Regions from separate parts of the Rattus norvegicus genome. Here region 2 is linked to region 1. The links are chromatin contacts, called in public Hi-C maps. All regions are on one chromosome and are shown on one strand. Each heading gives the region's core, a stretch centred on a gene start, on an enhancer-like site or on the middle of the called end of the contact. The rest is flanking DNA. Distances are from core to core; before and after follow the strand shown. Region 1 overlaps Ptprk (protein tyrosine phosphatase, receptor type, K). Region 2 overlaps Ptprk (protein tyrosine phosphatase, receptor type, K).

What was found. A called contact is a pair of places that touch in the nucleus more often than the background predicts.
Region 2: a Hi-C map of liver shows a contact between it and region 1, with 2.2 times the contacts expected there. The contact joins two enhancer-like sites. A contact is called at or near these places in 2 of 12 Hi-C or Micro-C datasets (hepatocytes and liver).

What each region holds. Positions count from the first base shown.
Region 1 is chr1:18,852,667-18,857,047 of GRCr8, reverse strand. All of the region lies in intron 3 of Ptprk (protein tyrosine phosphatase, receptor type, K), which reads left to right. Among named protein-coding and RNA genes, the nearest start is that of Ptprk, 200 kb to the left of the region's middle. Within about 2 kb of position 1,852, at least 3 of the 93 cell types and tissues checked have an H3K27ac peak or open chromatin away from gene starts, as enhancers often do. A contact at or near this core is called in liver, where this site is marked.
Region 2 is chr1:19,027,925-19,032,729 of GRCr8, reverse strand. The region is part of intron 1 of Ptprk (protein tyrosine phosphatase, receptor type, K); the gene reads left to right. Among named protein-coding and RNA genes, the nearest start is that of Ptprk, 26 kb to the left of the region's middle. Within about 2 kb of position 1,894, at least 2 of the 93 cell types and tissues checked have an H3K27ac peak or open chromatin away from gene starts, as enhancers often do. A contact at or near this core is called in liver, where this site is marked.

The sequences.
Region 1 (4,381 bases), core at 603-3,102:
TACGATTGCCACTTCCTCAGGGGCAATAGTTCAGCAATTGATCCCTCATCTATAGATCCCTGGTTAATTGTTGGTAAACAAAGTTGTGTGCAGGACAAGTGCCGGAAACCACACTGATTACAGTTCAGTGCTAGAACCAGAGTCAGTTAATGCTCATACAATTTTTCTAAAAATTTATTTTTTATTGTCATCTGGTAATATGCCTTTTGACGTGCTGAATGGTTTGTATGGATTCTCTACTCAAGAGTGGAGTAGATGAGGCAAGGTGAATATAGCTGTACACTCTGATGAACTGGATTTTGTTTCCTTGTCAGAAGTACGCATTGGGATGCTATGACCTCCTTAATATTCAACAGGGCTCGGACAGAAAATACACAAACAGAGAAGGTATGGAGAGAAGTCAGAATGAGCATCCTGTGGGTGGGCAGCCGCACAGATGGGGCTCAAGGAGATGACTTTGAAATGGGAGGGGTGAGGGCCTCATGCTGATTCCTCTGGACACTGTCGGTAAGGGTTTCCAAATCCAGGTCTGGAGACGTGTCTGTGTTGATTCTGAATTGGGGCTTGTCATCAGGACCCTGTGATAACAGTGATGCTTTGAAGATCCTCTTGGGGCTGAGTTCAGCAGATCAAAGTGAGTTTAGCCTACGTCAGCAGACACACTTCAGGCACACACTGCTATTCAAACATGTACTTCAGAGCCGCTGTTCTAGAAAGCAGTGACACTTCGCTTAGGCCCACAGAGTAAATAAAGCCAGATAAAGCCTGCCTTCTTTGTGTTAGCTTTCTCTGTCCTTTACCTTGGGTTGCTCTTCTATTTAACTCTGCTCGTAGGGGTGTTCTCTACGCCAGAGATGTCCCCAGCCAGCCCCGTAGTACTTAAACCATTTCATCCCCTTTGGAGTCTGAAGGCCTCTCCCTGAGGCTTCCACTGTGACTCTCTAGACCTAGGTGTTGTTGTGCGACACTTGAGGTCCTGATAAATAGCCAACACCTTTGGATGCTGGCCTGGATGTGGTGGGTTTGGAACCCATCATCTTCTGCTGTCTTCTGTTAGGTAGTTAGTGATTTATTTTTTTTTTTAGGAAGGCAATTGGACTCCATCAGACAGACTTCTCGTATTCCAGTGTGGTTCGTTTAAGAAGTCTTCCTTTGTCACTGGAAGTGCTAAATTTGGTTTATTTCAGCTTCTTCTTTCTGCTGGGACCACTGGGGGACCTTTCCTTATTACAGAAGATAGAGCATGCCCAGATGAGGCGCTTAGGCTCCATCTGTCTGTTAAGTCCTTAATCTTCCACACCTGGGTGGTTTCTAATCTTTTGCTCGCTTTGTGTACCACTGGCTCCAAGAGGGACAATTCTGTGTCTCCTCTGCCAACCAAGTTCCCGTGTGCTAGAAAAGGGCACACTGCTTCCCAGCCAGCCCCAGAAATGGAGGTGGATTCTGTTCCCAAACGGACTCGCTGGATTTAATGCATCCCGGTTAGCAAGTGGCATTCACTTGCCCCGAAACCAGGAGTGCCCTGTTGATTGGCAGCAGGGAGCTCTTGGTTCATGTGGAGAGTTCCATTTTGCAGAGGCACTAGCCTCTGAGAATCGACAGTGTATGGCCTTTATGATACAGTGAAAGGTCTTTTCTGCTTTTCTTATTGCCATTTGTGGCTCAGTTTGGAGCTTTTTGAGTTACTCAGCCTTGGCCCTGAACTGTAAGGGACAGCAATTTTAAATGAGTTTGTAATTCGAGTCTGCCTTGGTCAAGCTTCCTCTTCTTTTTTAAAATAGAATCTAGCAAGCAGAGAGCGGATGGAGCTACGCTAACTGCTGTTTCTCAGCCCTCGCTGGACTAACTTCATTTCCCTGGGCTGTGGTGCCAAGAGGTTAGGCTCAGAATTGACTTTCAGCCTTCGGTCCCACTCAGGTTCGGGGGAGCTCATGTTGCAGAAACAATGCTCTTACATCATGGAAGCCTTCCTGACAAGTCCCAGCACGCAATGAAACCATAGATATTTATCAGCTACCTTCGTGTTCCTGGAAATCAGACTGAAAGAGGCTTAGACCCACTTTCCCTGTTCTTCAGGTCAAAGTTCGACACTCTTGGTGACATAGAGCAAGGCAGAGTTTCTGCCAAACCTAGACAGAGTGACTTTAGGAGAAAAGAACAGAAACAGGTGACAAGCCAGTCATTCACTGGCTCATGCTTTTGAATATTTAACTGACTGTGTGTGATTTCGCCACTTTGGTTTATGGGGCAGAGACCAGTTTTTTTGGTTTTTTTTTTTTTTTTTTTTGCTATTTCTTTAAACATCTAACAGCCACTATTAACCAGAGCTTGAAACAATAAGGTTTAGTGGGTCTTACACCATTATTTGTGATCATATTGCTTAGAATTAGTGAGTTGATCTCATTCTGAGAATGGCAAGTTTCGTAACATAATGGTAATTACTAGTGAAATTCGCATAGAAGAAATTTAAAAAAATACACCAAGATGGGGAAAATTGTCTGGAAATACAAATTAAAGTGACATTTGAACCTTAAAAAGTAAACTAGCCCCACAAACCTTCTTTAATTGCTGACTGTGAGGAAAGCTTCTCTCTTTGTGGGCCACCGAGAGGTTTTTGTGACCTTTCATTTAACAGATGCTGAAAGAGGGTCTTCACTCTTCTCCATGCTCCCACCGTGCTCCGACTGTAGCTGTTGCTTTACCTAGTTGCACTTTATGGCCTTGACTTGGTTTCTCCAGGCTCCAGTACTTTCCAACCTCTTCTTGCTTTTACTGTTGGTTTGGGAGACTCCAATCCACTGAACACCTAGACCCGAGGGGCATCGTGCTCCTCCTAGGAAGAACTGGGTCTTAGACATGGGTCTGGGGATACTGGAATATGGTAGATAGAATGCCTGTCTTATGGACTTGATGAGATTCCATGGGCCTTTCCAGCACCACGTTGACTGGTTTGTAGTGAAAGAATGAGACAGGTCTCTTCAGAGAGACCTTCCTAGGAGAGAGGGTCTAGCACCTCAGAACACTTTTTGTTTTTGTTCCAAGCCCCCACATGGCAGCTAATCGTCGGTAACACTAACTCCAAGGAATCTGCTGCCGTCTTCTGTCCCCTGCATGCTCTGCACACATGTGGAAGTCCTTCCGTGTAGGTAAAACACCAACATGCTCTCTGTGTGTTGTGGGGTATGTGTTTGATACATGTGAGTGGTGCATGCACATACGTCCCTATCTGTGCACACAGATGTGGAGGTCAGAGTAGGACATGAAATATCTTCTCTCTCTCTTGATTGCCCTCTCCCCTTCCGTCATGAGACAGAGTCTCTCATAGAACCATAATCTTGTCTTTAAGTACATGTTCTCTGGCCGGCGATCCATTTATCTTTATAGGAATGGGCCTGGCTTTCTTCCCATCTATACTGGGAATTCAATCAGGTCTTCAGGATTTCAGTGTAAGCATTCCTAACTGCTTATTGGTCTTCCCTGCTCTGGAAAATACATCGTTGTTTGGCAATTCATGCAAAATAGGAAAACTTTTGGTTTGTTTTTGTTTTTTGTTTTGATTCTTTTTTAAAAATTAAAAGGGAAACCCTGTCTCCAACTTGCCCGTTACTTAACTTCATTTCAAACATTAAGTGATCTACATTCAAATGGCTAAGATTATCCAAAGGATAGCTTCTAAAGGGTAGTCCTTCTAGAATCTAAAAAACATGCAGCCACAAAACTCAGTGTGTTTTCAAACTTACGTTTAAGTTTCTTTTGAGACTTTCACCAAGTTGATATCTTAGAAGACACAGAGAGAAAGTTAACATTCTTGTCAATTCTTGAAACCAATTAGCTCTGTTTGCTCTTTTTTTTTGGTTCTTTTTTTCGGAGCTGGGGACCGAACCCAGGACCTTGCGCTTCCTAGGCAAGCGCTCTACCACTGAGCTAAATCCCCAACCCCTGCTTTTTCTTAATAGGGGAGAAGTACCCTCACCCCCATTTACAGGGTTACAAACTTTAACCGGAAGGCTTTGCTGATCCTTCTTCCTCAGTCCCGCTGTCAGAGACCCATTGAGAACAAGGACTATGAGTACAGAGGCTAAACAAGCGAGGAATTGTCTTCTGTTCAACTGTCTCTTAGAAAACCTGGCTGTTTGGTGTATTTTACAATCAAACGACTTTTCTGCTCTCTAGTTTAAAGAGAAAGAATGTTTCCATTGCATACACTGGAGTTACCTGTCCTCTGTGACTTGCAAAGCATGGGGACATAAATAAGTTCCAAAGCCTCTTTGATGCAGGTCTGCTTTCTCTCTGCGATGCATCCAGGGTCAGTGACGTGAGCTGCTCTCCCCGTTTCAGCCTCTGTGTGACTTGGCCCGACTGTGAAGACACACTTCATCCT
Region 2 (4,805 bases), core at 645-3,144, 180 kb before region 1:
CTAATTCAGAATGCATCTTGAAGGCAGAGAGTTCTGGACAGTGTCAGTCAGAGCCATTTCTCAGCATTTAGATAACTGGGGAGCAGGGATGACTGTGGTCTCCAGAAGCCCCTTAGCCTGGTCTTCCTAAAAGTGCAGAAGGTGCAGAGATACAAATGAGGCAAAAGAAGAACTCTTGGCCAACTGGTGTTTATTGAACTGAGTAAATGATTCTTCCGTGGTCGAAGGAAGCTGGTTAGTGGAAATGGGCAATGAAAGCCAGTGTACTTCCAAGACCGCACATTTCTCCTTATACTTCTCTTTATACGCAGATTTCCATATCTGCAGGTTAGGAAGGTCACCTGTTTGAGGCTACAAATTGATCATAGTTTGAAAGCCGGCAAGCTGGGACTGGAAGCTCTGATTGGATTTGTCCTTTGAACTCTTGATAAGAGGAGTGGGTTAAACACAAATGACAATTACAGGTCCAGGAGATTTATTCAATTCCCACAGTCATGAGCCGTTTTTACATTCTTTAAAACTACAGAGAGAAACAGTTTATCGATTGCAGCTCATTTAGACGTGTTCGTGAGAAACATTCAGTAGGAGACATACATTAATAAACACGTTTCATAACATCAAGTGTATGGTGAGGAAAGAATGTTTATATTATATATATCATATTCATTTACATTTTTCTGCAATTCAGATTTTTTAAACTTGGTTCCCCGGCACCCCAGCCATCTTCCTGCTGTGCCTATGTGACTTTGAGGTATCTGTGTTAGCTGCTTGCCATGGTTCGGGGGAGCAAATGGAGACTCCAACCTTTGAGGTTGCAGCTTTGAGGAGAGGTTGCTTAAACTCAGAGCGAAGTGAAGAGAGCAGGGCTTGCACTGTGCAGATGTATTACTATTCAGAGGACAAAGGGAGGAGTGAGGGAATCAATACAAGGGGCATAAAAGTGACTTCAGTTAGAACAGGAAAGCAAGACTTTTCAAAGTACAACTCCCTTTTTGATGTCTGTTTGATTGAAATGCAACTTTAGGGTTTATTCATTCCAAAACAAGATACAAATATGTATTAAACACGATTCCATTTTCAGTCTTATTTAGGTAGATTTTCTTTCTTGGCCCTGCACATAGCCAGTTGTAATAAAATTAAATTTACTTAAAAAATAACGGTTCATTTTCACGCCACATATTCCCTAAACAACCTGCCACAATCAGACTATTAAGCAGTGTTTTGCTATGGCTTGTATATACATTAAAAACAAACGAAGAGAGCAAATGTCCCCAAACTCTAAGTTAAACCTTAACCTGCCTGTGGAATAGAATCCGGTCATCGCTAACTTTGACAATGGACATTCGGCAATATCATAAATGATTAACCACATACCATTGTGTCTGTGGGAGTGCAGTGGCTTAGAGCTGCCTTGCTATCCGTTTTTCTAGGTGTTATCTTTCTCAGTTTATAACTAACCTCATGTTTGTCCTGGTAGGAGTGGCAACCTTTATTATCTTTCCTCATTCTTCCTGGGGAACGCAGCTTCCACCTTCATGACTTTCTTTGATCAAATGTTTATGTGACACGGAGTCTTCAAAGTGAAGACCCAGTGCCCAAGTAGACCTCCTATTTTGTGCTTAGGTTTGGTGAAAAATGGAGGGTTGTATAGAACCATGATTGGACTGTAAATATTAGTGGTAATGGGCCAAGGCGGCAGCCTGTCTGTCTGATTCTCTGTCCTCTTACTTCCCCCCACTTTGTGTGTGTGTGTGTGTGTGTGTGTGTGTGTGTGTGTGTGTGTGTGTCTGTCTGTCTGTCTGTTTATTTGCATGGCCAAAGTCTAGAGAAGGCTGGCAGGTAACCTGTTCTTTGCCTCCACAGTTTCCTCCTTTGAGACAGGAATTCTAAATGAACCTGGAGCTAGGTTGACAACCGACCAATCTTTATGTCTGCCAGGTGTGTGGCCATGCAGTTTCAAAGTGGGTGCTAAGGATCAAACCCATTTCCTCACACTTATGCAGCAAGGTCGGTTACCAGCGAGCCATCACCATCTCAGTAGCCTCAGGATTCTCCCTGGCACCTCTGAGTGGCCTTCCTTTCACTGGGGACGAGGTAAAACCCATTTTAGAAGATGGGTTTTGTGATATTGTCACAGTGGATGGGGATGGCTTCACACCCCCACACTCTGAAGCTTGACAAGTTTTCTGAAGCATTTTGTCTCCCAGACTCAGCAAACCCAAGTGCTAGGTCTTTGGATCCGAAAAACACTTCAGTCACAGCTAGTATGAGGTGGAGCTTGCATTTATTAAAGACATTTAAAAATGGATTTTACGGACAAAGATTAAGAGGTGCTCAGGGGAAGAATCAGAAATACCCAGGATAGAAATGGGCTTTTCAAAGGTGGATCCTGACAAAGTGTCATAGCACCAGGGACATATTCTTTTGGTGGCTTTCGGAGTACATCTCAAAAGGTTGCAAAGACCTTTTTTTTATTTGATGAATGGAGATGCCTTTGATGAGATTAGAATCTGTTAAGGCAAACACAAGACATTGTGGTACAGGGCTGAGTGCATGACTCCTACGGTGAGCAGGGTTTCTGGTGAAATTCCTGGAGAGCTGAAGTTTCAGTTGGAACAGGAGAAGGGTGGACAGCAGCTGCTCTCCTGCTGAAATCCGTCCTGAGCTTCAGTCAGACCACAGGTGAGGCACGCTGGCTCTCTTTCCCAGGTGCCTGTGCCTTTTCCCGTCTTCCATCCTGCTTCCGTAGATAGACAAGGTGAGATCAGAGAGGTTACGGTCAGCTATTACACAGGCTGGTGGGAGAGTGTCAAATAGTATTTCAAGGCCTTGCGGCCTGTTGCTTTAGAGAGGAGGAGTTCTTTTCAACTGGCCGACTTGAGGAAGGAGACAGCTGGCTGCTGTGGTCTGTTTGGAAAGGATGGGTGAGACACAGAAGGCAGGGGAAGGAAAGAGAGGGCCTGTTTCTGACTCTGCTTTTTGGGCTTTGCAGAGAGCCCTGGTTTACTATGCTCAGCATGGCGCTGTGCTGTGGAGAATCATTTTCTTACACTCTGTGGAATGTTTTACTAACCTCAGAGTTACCCTGTCTCATTTAGCCTTTCCTTGGTGACTGTGATGCCAGGCACCATCAATACGCTCTGATAAGATCTTATCAAGGACATGTTCATTTTCTGTGTTCATAACAAGCTGCTTTACAAAACGAGCATACAGTAATTCCAACAGCTCCATTGGAAAGCGTCTCAGGAGATCACCACTGCCTCACTATTATCTGTGAGACTCCTAATGCTTTTAGAAATCTAGAGGCAGTGTGAGTCAGCTCATATATTTGTTTAGAAGACAGGACGCTTTCTGGGACAGCGATAAGTTGAAAGGCTGCATCTCCTGCTGGTTACAACCAAACTGCAGGAAGTTATATAATTTAAAGATTCTGGTGTTTACATTCTCTAGGACCGACAGGAAAGGATCATTATCGAGATCTTGTCTTAATTTCAAGTATCCTAAGTAATCATTAAGCAGCCCATTTGCCTTACTATTTTGTAATTTAAATTATCATTCTGGAAATATGTATGAAATGATAGTTACACATACAGGGTCTCTATGCAGCCCCAGCTGTTCCATAGCTCCTGTATAGACCAAGCTGGCCTTAGACGCCAAGACAACTCCTCTGACTGTGGAGTGCTGGGATTAAAGGCAGGCCAGCAAGCCCAGCCCACACATAACATTGTGATGCAGACCTTAGGGACAACGTATGTGATAAACCTTAGGTGATTTGCGTGACATCGAATTCTGCAATAAATGTTTTCTGTTGTCTGTTGCTCATTAGTGTATGCCACGACCCTCTTTACTGCATAGACGCTCTTTACTGCATAACCCAACTTTTCCATCTCCGTGTTGAGGAAATTGAATTTTTCCAACAATTACTCTGTTGGAAGCTGAGAGAAGACTTCTTCCTTAGGCGAGCATCTTCTGAGAATGTGGAGGACAATAGCCAGTCATCTGTAAACACACACTGATCCTTTTCAGTGGGATCTGCTCTAGAGAGAATATGGGGCTTTTTCATTTCATTATGTATATACATATTTTTAATATTTACTTTTATTTATGTGTATTTGTCAGTGTGAGCTTGCGTATATATTTATGGGTGTCCACAGAGGCCACAGAACAAAGCCTCAAACCCCCTGGAGCTGGAGTTACATGTTGTCATGAGCTTTCCATCAATGCTGAGAAACCACTAAACTATTCCTTCAGGTCCTCATCATGGCCTTTTTGCCAGGTTCATTCACAGAAATTATAGTTATAGTGAATCAAATTTCTGTAAGGAAACGGAGACACTGGGAAGATGGCTCCATGGATAATATGTGCCACAGAGCAAAGGGCTGGACTTCAGATCCCAGAATCCACGGAGATGTCAGCGAGGAGCAGACATGCTGACCCTCTTGTAATTCCGGCTGCTTGGGAGATTGAAAATTGGGATCCCTGAATCAAACTGGTCATCTATATCTACTGGATGGGCAAGCTAAGGTTTGGTGAGAGGCTCTCCCTCAGTGAATGTTGTGGAAAATGATTGAGGAAGGAAATACACCCATTGTTCATCTAAAGCCTTTACATACACTTGTATGCACATTTGCCCCAGTACACATGAACACACATTCATACAACATACATGTGAACTCCCCTCCCCTGAGGAGATATGGGAAGCTAGGAGAATATCTTTTTAGGAATCATTATTATCTTCTAGTCATTGAGAACCAAAGAATGGCTGAGAATTCTTGGTGTCAAGAAGGCTTGACATAAAGCTCTAA